2 separate regions of the Pelodiscus sinensis genome follow, and region 2 is linked to region 1. The links are chromatin contacts, called in public Hi-C maps. All regions are on one chromosome and are shown on one strand. Each heading gives the region's core, a stretch centred on a gene start, on an enhancer-like site or on the middle of the called end of the contact. The rest is flanking DNA. Distances are from core to core; before and after follow the strand shown. Region 1 holds the start of AP3S1 (adaptor related protein complex 3 subunit sigma 1). Region 2 holds the start of PGGT1B (protein geranylgeranyltransferase type I subunit beta).

Evidence for each region. A called contact is a pair of places that touch in the nucleus more often than the background predicts.
Region 2: a contact with region 1 is called in a Hi-C map of blood, with 3 times the contacts expected there. The contact joins the promoter of PGGT1B here to the promoter of AP3S1 in region 1. A contact is called at or near these places in 2 of 5 Hi-C or Micro-C datasets (blood and liver).

What each region holds. Positions count from the first base shown.
Region 1 is chr6:59,084,612-59,089,213 of ASM4963464v1, reverse strand. It overlaps AP3S1 (adaptor related protein complex 3 subunit sigma 1), which reads left to right and starts at 2,825. Exons shown (of 6, transcript XM_006134482.4): 1 at 2,825-3,035. The coding sequence starts at 2,967. ATG12 (autophagy related 12) reads right to left here and starts at 2,717. Exons shown (of 4, transcript XM_006134484.4): 1 at 2,513-2,717; 2 at 2,062-2,198; 3 at 662-724. The coding sequence starts at 2,684.
Region 2 is chr6:59,407,395-59,411,996 of ASM4963464v1, reverse strand. It overlaps PGGT1B (protein geranylgeranyltransferase type I subunit beta), which reads right to left and starts at 2,040. Exons shown (of 9, transcript XM_006134476.4): 1 at 1,868-2,040. The coding sequence starts at 1,995.

The sequences.
Region 1 (4,602 bases), core at 1,576-4,075:
CATAGGTCATGTTCTCTAAACCTTTAATCATTCTTGTCGCTCTTCTCTGTACCCTTTCCAATTTCTCCACATCTTTCTTGAAATGTGGTGCCCAGAACTGGACACAGTACTCCAGCTGAGGCCTAACTAGTGCAGAGTAGAGCGGCAGAATGACTTCACAAGTTTTGCTTACAACACACCTGTTGATACAACCTAGAATCATATTTGCTTTTTTTGCAACAGCATCACACTGTTGACTCATATTCAACTTGTAGTCCACTATGACCCCTAGATCCCTTTCCGCCATGCTCCTTCCTAGACAGTCGCTTCCCATCTTGTATGTATGGAACTGATTGTTCCTTCCTAAGTGGAGCACTTTGAATTTCTCTTTATTAAACCTCATCCTGTTTACCTCTGACCATTTCTCTAACTTGCTAAGGTCATTTTGAATTATGTCCCTATCCTCCAAAGAAGTTGCAACCCCACCCAGTTTGGTATCATCTGCAAACTTGAAACAGTGTCATCCGTTATTAATATATTCACACAATAGCCATGATGTTACAACAAATTCATATCACCACTTTGGGTACAGCAAGCATACAGTGGATTTAAAAAGACAGACAATTATTCAGTTAGTTTTTACTAAATAAATATTAACAACAATACTAAAAACTGAAGTTACCTCATATAGTGTCCCAACTTCCTGATCTGGAGAAGGAGCAAAGGATTGATTCACATATATAAACTGTGAGGGAAAATAACAGACAGTGAAAAATCTGCCTGGTGAGTTGATCTTCCCATTTATGAGGAGTACTTCTTCAACCCTATATCTGTCAGGGACAAGGTGAAAGCTACCTTCTGTTCCCCATATTTACCTCAGTTTACACATTCAAAGTTCTGCATCAAAGCTACTGTTCTTTAGGAAGAGAGGTACTGCACGGAACCTAGCAATTCTATTCTTTAACTGGCCAACAGGGACTTTGCTAGAATGCCAAACACCCAGAGATGGGTTATAACACAGAAAGCCCTTTGGAGATGTTCTCCAGTATGCTGATTATGTGAGTGAGGCCCGCCTTCCCGTTCTCTAGCATTATACAAGTGCATAAGGAAAATTCAATTGCTTTTGTTTCAAATAAGGTTTTTGAGATTTATTTTCCTGTGTGCACTATAAGTGATGTGTTTCTCCTTCTGTTTTATTATATCTTCCATATCCTGTTAGACAGCTGAGTTTGTGCCCAGCACAACTAGGCTAACCTAATGTAAATGTGGATGCAACTATGCCAATGGAAAAATGTTTATGTTAACATAGCCAACTTTGTTTTTGGAGCTGGTGTTCCTCAGAGGGAAATACCCCTTCTCTCAATGCAGGCTGTCTACACACTCCAGGGTGATGAAAACCTAGCTATACCAAATGTGTACAGGCTCCATAGTCAGCAAGCACAAATTCTCAGGTTCCCTTTGGAGCATTACATCATCACTGTACAAAGCAGCAACTTAGGCAATTGAGGTCACATCTCCACTTTCAGGGCATCCCCACTATAAGTCGCCTTGGTATACATCCATTCTGCACTCAAGTCATTGATGCTTGTAGGAACAAACAAACAAACAAACAAACCCCCAACCAAAAAATTGGTGCAAATGAGTCGGGTGTGGGGGAGAAAAATTTGCTTTTTTGGACCATATCTTGGACTTATAGCAAGGACGACCTGTACTGGGGGATGGATGCTATGGCGATCAAGCCCCCATGATTCGAGTCAGTGGGTCTAGTAAAGACCAAATAAATTGAACACTGAGGGCACCTCCATCAGCACTATCAGGAGGAATAAGGGAAGTCAATGGGAGCGCATTGACTCCAGCCTCAGAATTCACATAGCTGGAGTTACATATCTTGCATCGACTTTGCCCACAAACATAGACCTGGACTTACAAGCAGCCCATAGCATCCCAGTACTGACTGCAGCTTTGCCAGCTCCACAGCTGCACCTCTCCACCTACCTGCAACCCCTGGGATTACCCTGGCACGCCTACATGACACCGAGCTGTGGCAGCTGGCCCGGAGGCTGCACAAGGCAGGGCACGTACCAGCTGCTCGGAGGCCACCAGCTTGAGGAACTTTTTGATGAAGTCAATGAGCCCCTGGATGGTGCGGGTCCGCTCCACCGCCCACTTCTTGGTCTTCATGATCGGCGTGTCCCCCACGGCCTTCAGCAGGATGTCAACTAGGACGGAAGCGAAGACTGAGCGCGGGGAGCGATGGAAACCGGCAGCTGCCGGTGGGACGCAGGCAAAGGGAACAACCCCGGCGCCAGCTCACTCCCCCCCGCACCCGGGACATGGGACCGGCCGCTGTGCCGTGGGCCCGCTCGCGACCGGGAGATACCAACGCGCCCGCAGCATTTCCTCCCCGCCGCACAGCCTCTGCTTTTCCTAATTGGCTGAGCAAGCTGGAGTGGGCGGGCCCATTGGCCAATGGGCCTGGCAATCTGAGCGAACGCCCCTTCTCGCCCCGCCCCCAGGGGAATCATTCTGTTACTTTTCTTCTTGGTATCCTCGGCGGCGGATTCCTCGGTCACCGGGGAGCCAGCTGAAGGGGGAGGCGGCTCAGCAGCCCCCACCGCGGCTCCTCTGTCCGAAGACTCTTCCACACACTCGCCTCGGCCCCCATCCTGAGGAGAGACCGGTAGCTGCTCCTCCACTTCAGACATACTGCTCCCGGACAAGTAAGGGCGGAAGTGACGCTGTTGCGTGCGGCACCATATTAATTCCTGGCGGTGATCACGCAGGCCGCAGAGCAGCCCGCCCTCTGGCGCGTGTTGACAAGCGCTGCCGTTTTCTTGTCAGGTGACTTGGTGTCACGTGAGTAGCAGGAGCGGTTCCGTTTCCGCCCCGGGCAGGAATAGTGCGGGAGCTGCTGCCAGAGCGAAGGGGGAGGGGCAGAGCTCGCAGCGACCCGGCCGGCTGCAGCGGCCCCCTCGCGCCGCCTCACCATGATCAAGGCGATTCTCATCTTCAACAACCACGGCAAACCCCGGCTCTCCAAGTTCTACCAGCGCTATGTAGGGGCGGGGCTTGCGGGCCTGGGGAGGGCAGGCGCCGCGCGCCGGGGGGGGGGGGGGGGTCTCTGAGGTTGGCCGCGCCCGTAGCGCGGGGCAGGCTGGGCCGCGGGAGGCGGTTGGGGCTGTTAAAATGCGTGACGCGAACAGCCGCGCACCCCCGAGACGTGTCAGCGGTCGCGCTCTGACAGGCGGGGCGGCAGCCAGCTCCCCGAGGCCGGTGCGTGCCCCCCGCTGCCACCGGCAGCCTGCGTGTAACCCGTGGGCCCGGGCTCGTGTCTACACGGACACACGCTCACATTCCTGGCTGGGAGGCCAGCGGGGCAAGGGCAGTATGAGGCGTGGCCAGGGCAGCTGGGCGGGCTCTGGGGCTGCCCTCCCTGTATTAGCCCTGGAGGATGGTGCGGGTTTTAGCTTGCAGGCCTGTGGTAGCTCAACTGAGGGGTGACCCTGGGCTGTTCTGTCCCTTCCCGGCACCTGCCAGCCTGAGCCCTGGTAAGGATGCTCCCGAGTAGTTGACCAGTCAATCGATAAGAGTAGGCCAGTGGTTGCCTGTGGTAGATCTTGGAGTCTCTGGCAGGTGATCCTGAGTAGTTTGGCAAAGAGGCTATCAGGTGCCAGCACTTCAGCTGCCCCCTCCCCACACTGCTACGCACTTTTTGCCTTGGAGCTGCCCCTTACCCTGGGAGCCTCCTGCTTTCTGTGCAGGGCAGGGGAGGGACAGGAGGGGTGCTGAAGTTAGGGTGCCCCCTCCCACTCTGTATCCTTTCTTCACAGAGCAGAGAGGGGGCACAACAGGACTTGGGATGGAGTTTGCTGGCTGCTTTTGGAAGTTGTGCAGGGTCAGGACAGGGGTGAGCCTGCCGTAGCCTCACTGCACCACCACCCAGGAGTCACCAGCCTTGCCCAGCTGGAGCCCATGTCCCATCCCTGCTCTAGCCCCGAGCACCCCTGCATCCAAACACCCTCCCAGACCCTGCTCCTAGAACCCCCTCTGACATCCCAACTGCCTGCCCCAAGCTTAGCTCAGAGCTCCTTTCACATTCCAGATCCCTTAATCCAAGACCAGAGCCTGCACCCCAACCCTCTGCCTCAGCCTGATGTAAGTGAGTGAGGATGGGCAAGAGAGAAAAGATGAAGTGAGCAGGGGTGGGAAAGAGGCAGAGCAAGGATATTTATATTTGAGGGAGATCTTGGATTGCACTTAAATTTAAAAAGCAATCTCATGCTCAAAAACGTTGGAGAAGTTGGTCTAGGCTAATGAGTTAATCTAATCGATTACTTGCATTTCACCTCTCCTCCCTCCCCCCGTTGCCTCTATGTGAGACAGCAAAGGGGGCGAAAGCAGGAGCCAGTGCTGGGAATAGCTGTCTTAAAAACTGGTTCCTCAGTGCACCAGCTCTGCCGTACTGCCTGATGCCTCAACCTTGTGCTGTTGCCTCTATCAGAGGCAGCAGCATGCTGGGAGGGGGGGGGGGGGGCACAAGAGACAATAGGGCAAGTTGCCACAAAGCAGCCTCTGTCTGCAGTCAGCACTAGGGCAGCCTTCCCTCCCTCCCACAGCCTCTCT
Region 2 (4,602 bases), core at 791-3,290, 320 kb before region 1:
GGAGATCCTACTGTCCTATGCTGCTCTGTAGTGACACTGTGTGTGTGCCACAGTTTCCCCAGGCCCTGCAGCACTAGCTGCATGAGGAGGGGGAGGCTGGGTGTGACTCACTGGGGAAGTATGTTCAGTCTCTCACTCCTAAGGCCCAGGTGACAGCAGTAACATCTTGGGCCAGGAAGGAGGACAATGGAGAAGGCAGGGTTGCCTGGGGCTGGTGAGCAGAGGCTGGGAGTGTGGGTCAGTGTGGGCTAGGAGAGTGCAGAGGCTGAGAGCGGGAAAAGGGATGAGGGGCCCAGGAGCCCTTTCCCCCGCAAGAGAAATAATGCTGCCTGCCCTGGTTCCTGGCTAACATCGATCTTAAGCTACACTGCATCTCTGTGAACCAATAAACCTTCTGACTCTACTGGCTGGGTGAGAGTCACACCTGGCTGTAGATGGGGGTGCAGGGTCGGGGACCCCCCAATGCGCAATCACAACAAGAAAACACATCATTAACATTTTCTACTAGAATACTTAATTTCTGCATTTTGTATATGAATAAACATATATTGTACTATATAATTAATTTTAATAGACTTTTTCAGTATGGTGCAGTCTCTTGGTTAGCAAAAAGAATGATCAAAAGTAGTGTAACAGCTATATCTAGTTGTAAATAATATTTTAAATGTGTCTTAATGGATGTATGAACCAACGAGAATTTCTCTCAAAAAAAATCTTGAAAGCATACATCAAAAGTTAGATTATAAAACATGTATTTCTACTCTCTGGTTTAAATCATTGCTTTCAAATAAGTGACTTAATTCAGCCTGCATGCCTGCTGACCTTAAAGACACAGAACAGGAGTTCTTTCTAATGTACGGTGGAGAGCCACAAGGACTAGAAAGATCACTTGTTTATCCCAACTTTCTCTTGGTTACCTTTGTCCCAAAGTGCCAGGTTGGGAGAACAAAAACTGCAGTATTGTGGGTGCTTTTGCTTCTCTGTTCCATAAAAATGCTAGCTTAGGAACAGCCATGACATTTTACCAGTGACAGCCAAACCTTCATGGTCAAAGAATAATTTGACAGGAACACATGTATCTTATAGGGATGTTAGATATTGGTTATTTTAGTAATCTTATAGCTGCAACAATTTGTAATGATTACACGACTACCAAAATACTCCCGGGCGGGGGGACGGGGACGACATGGCTAGCAGGCCCCTGTATCTGTGGGAGGTGGTATGAGGAAGCAGGCTGCCCCACATACTGCTGCCTCTCTGTATCTAACTGGGGAGACAGGAAGGCAGGCAGCAGCTCTGGGGAACCAGCATGCACAGGGAGTCTATTTAGCGTCCACACACACCACCTTGCTGCATCTGATACAGTGTCTGCAGTCTCTTGGATTAACCAATAAGACTAGACTTACCGGTTATCATTTAAATGTCTGTATGTTAGCATCCCCAATATCTTACCTACACCTCATCCCTGCACCACCAGCAGGGCAGCTGCATGGGCGATCGTGCATTAGCACCGGGTTCCCTCCCTCCCTCAGGGCTGGGGCAACCACCCGCAGGAGAGGACAAGCAGCTCACCGCTCCCTACCCAGAGCCCTGGCACGAGCTGTCCCTGAGCGGCAGCGAGCTGCCTGCCCAGTCCGGCGCGCTAACGGGATCGGAGACCAGCGGCTGCCCTACAGCGGGACTCGTCACTGGAGGCTAAATCCAGAGGCCGCGTCACAGAACAGATCCCGCCGCCGACACGCGAACGGGCGGGATCCCCAGCCTGGAGGCGGCCACGAGCACAGCCCGACCTTGCGGCGCCTGGAGGGGACCCGGAGACCGCGCCAACGGGCCCCTCCGCGGCGTCTGCCCCCAGCGCGGCCGGTACCTGCTGGTCTCCAGGGACGAGTATCTCTCGGGCAGGATCTGCAGGCAGCGCTGGAAGAAGCGCACGTGCCGCTCCTTCAGGAAATCCAACCGCTCCTCCTCCCCGCAGCCCGGATCCTCCGCCGCCATCTTTGCCGCCCTCCCTACCCAACCCCGGCGCGCTCAGTGACCACTTCCGCCGCGGCCGGAGGGGCTCGCTCACGTGATCTGGGCGCGCACGTCCTCCAAGACGAGAGACGCTTCCTTGTCACGTGCCTCGGGGCTGCAGCACTTCCTGCGTGGAACCGAGCATGCTCAGTAAGAGCTGCTGCCTTCACTCTCCCCGCACCTTCTCTTACGTGGCGTCAGGCGCTGCTCCCAGCTCTTTACAATCGCTTAAAAGCGGCGCAGGGGCGCGGGGCGCAGCGGCCGGTTCTGTTAACGGCCTGGTGGGGCCCAGCGCGGACTGGAAGGGCGAATCGGGCGGGGGCGGTGATTGGAGCTGGGGGGAAGCCGGTGCCAGCACCTGTACTCAGGTCCCCCCCCCCCCCCCCCCGGGAGGGGCAAAGGGGGTAACAGGTGCCAAGGGTGCAGATCTGGGGGCAGGGCGGAGAGGGGGTTTTATTGCCCTTCTCACACAGACGCGTGCCCAAGCACAGGGCCGCTTCCCGGCTGCTCTAGCAGGTACAGCTGCTCGAATTGCCCTGCCAGCCCCGCAGCTCTTCTCTGCAGTGGGGCAAAATGCTGCAAGTACTTCAGGGCACATGTAACATATTTTGAAGATTTAAAAGTCTCTATGCAGGTAATGCTGTACATAAAGTCTCATAATAGCTACAAATACACCCAGGCTGCGTCTAGACTGGCACGTTTTTCCGCAAAAGCATTTGCTTTCGTGCAAAAACTTGTCAGCTGTCTACGCTAGGTGCTTGATTTTGTGCAAAAGCACTGCCATTCTACTGTCTGAAATCAGTGCTTCTTACGCAAATGCTTTGACGATCCTGTTCGGGCAAAAGCCCTTTCCCGGAAATGTTTTTGCGCAAGAGGGCCAGTGTAGACAGCTAAAAACAGTTTTGCGCAAAAAAGCCCCGATGGCGAAAATGGCAATCGGGGCTTTCTTGCGCAAAACCACGTCTTGATTGGCACAGACGCTTTGCCGCAAAAAGTGCTTTTGCGGAAAAGCGTCTGTACCAATCTAGACGCTCTTTTCCACAAATGCTTTTAACGGAAAGACTTTTCTGTTAAAAGCATTTGCGGAAAATCATGCCAGTCAAGACTTAGCCCCTTATGCATGGGTTCCATTGTTTGAGAACAAATAACTGTTCTTAACTCATTTTGGGGTGCTGAGTTCAAAGATTATATCCATTTTTGCCCATGATGTACAGATTTTCTGAAAACTGGAGTCTACTTTTTCAAAAAATGCTATTATAATGCTTTATACATTATATGCAGTGACTTATTTTCAAGAACTTGAATGCAAAAATACCTCGAACTGATTGAATTCGTCAAAATGAATGCCATCTAGTTTAATTTAATGTGCCCAGATGCTGACAGTGTTGGAGGCAATACTGAGTATCCACCAGAACATGTCAGTAATGAGCCACAACTTTTCACCCAAAGTGAATTTAATGACTTGGTGAGAGACCTGGATCTGCCTAAAGATTCTGCTGAGCTTTTGGGATACAGACTTCAAGCGAAGAATTTGCTTTCCTCTGGAACAAATTTTGCTTGGTACGGAACCGCGAGAAAGAGTTTGTTCCATATTTTTCTATGGATGGTCTGTTTGGTATACTGCAATAACATTGCCTGATTAATAGAAAGCTTGGGGACAGCTTACTAACCAGGTGACTGAAGACTGTTTATTGACTCTTCAAAAACAAGCCTAAAAGGTGTTCTACTGCATAATGGCAATCAATATGCCTCTGTGCCTATTGCCCATTCTGTCCACTTTAGAGAAACCTATGGAAATCCTGACCTTCTCCTTGGAAAAAGGTGCATTGTCCAGAGCATGAATGGACTGTATGTGGAGATCTGAAGGTGCTGTGTATGCTGCTTGGTCAGCAGGCTGGTTACACAAAAATGCCATGCTTTTTATGCAAATGGCATAGCAGAGCAAGAGATCTTCATTGGGTAAGGAAACAGTGGCCACCAAGGGAGAGTCTGACTCCCGGGTCCAAGAATATAATTCATGAAAAACTGATTGAACTCAACAAGGTACTGCTACCTCCACTCCACATCAAGCTAGGTTTGATGAAACAATTTGTGAAAGCATTACCCAAGAACGGTGACTGTTTCAAGTACATTTGCAACAAGTTCCCAGCTTTGAGTTACCAAAAAGTTAAGGAGGGTGTCTTTGTGGGTTCTCAGATCAGGAGACTGATTCTTGACACTAACTCTGAAGAAGCCATGAATGACACAGAGAAAGACGCTTGGGTAGCCTTCAGAAATGTCTTACAAAACTTAAGGAATAACAAAGATCCTGATTAAAAAAACATTGTTGGCAACATGCTAAACATATATGAAAGACTTGGATGCAACATGAGCTTGAAAGTTCATGTTTTGCTTTCCCATCTGGATTATTTTCCTGAAAATCTTGGAAGTGTCAGTGAAGAGCAAGGGGAAAGATGTCATCAGGATATCAAGATGGTGGAAAAGAGAAATCAAGGACGCTGGGATGTCAACATGATGGCTGATTACTGCTGGTCTGTGCAAAGAGAGACTGATGGTGAAATGAATAAAAAGTTGTCAAAAAAGCATAGA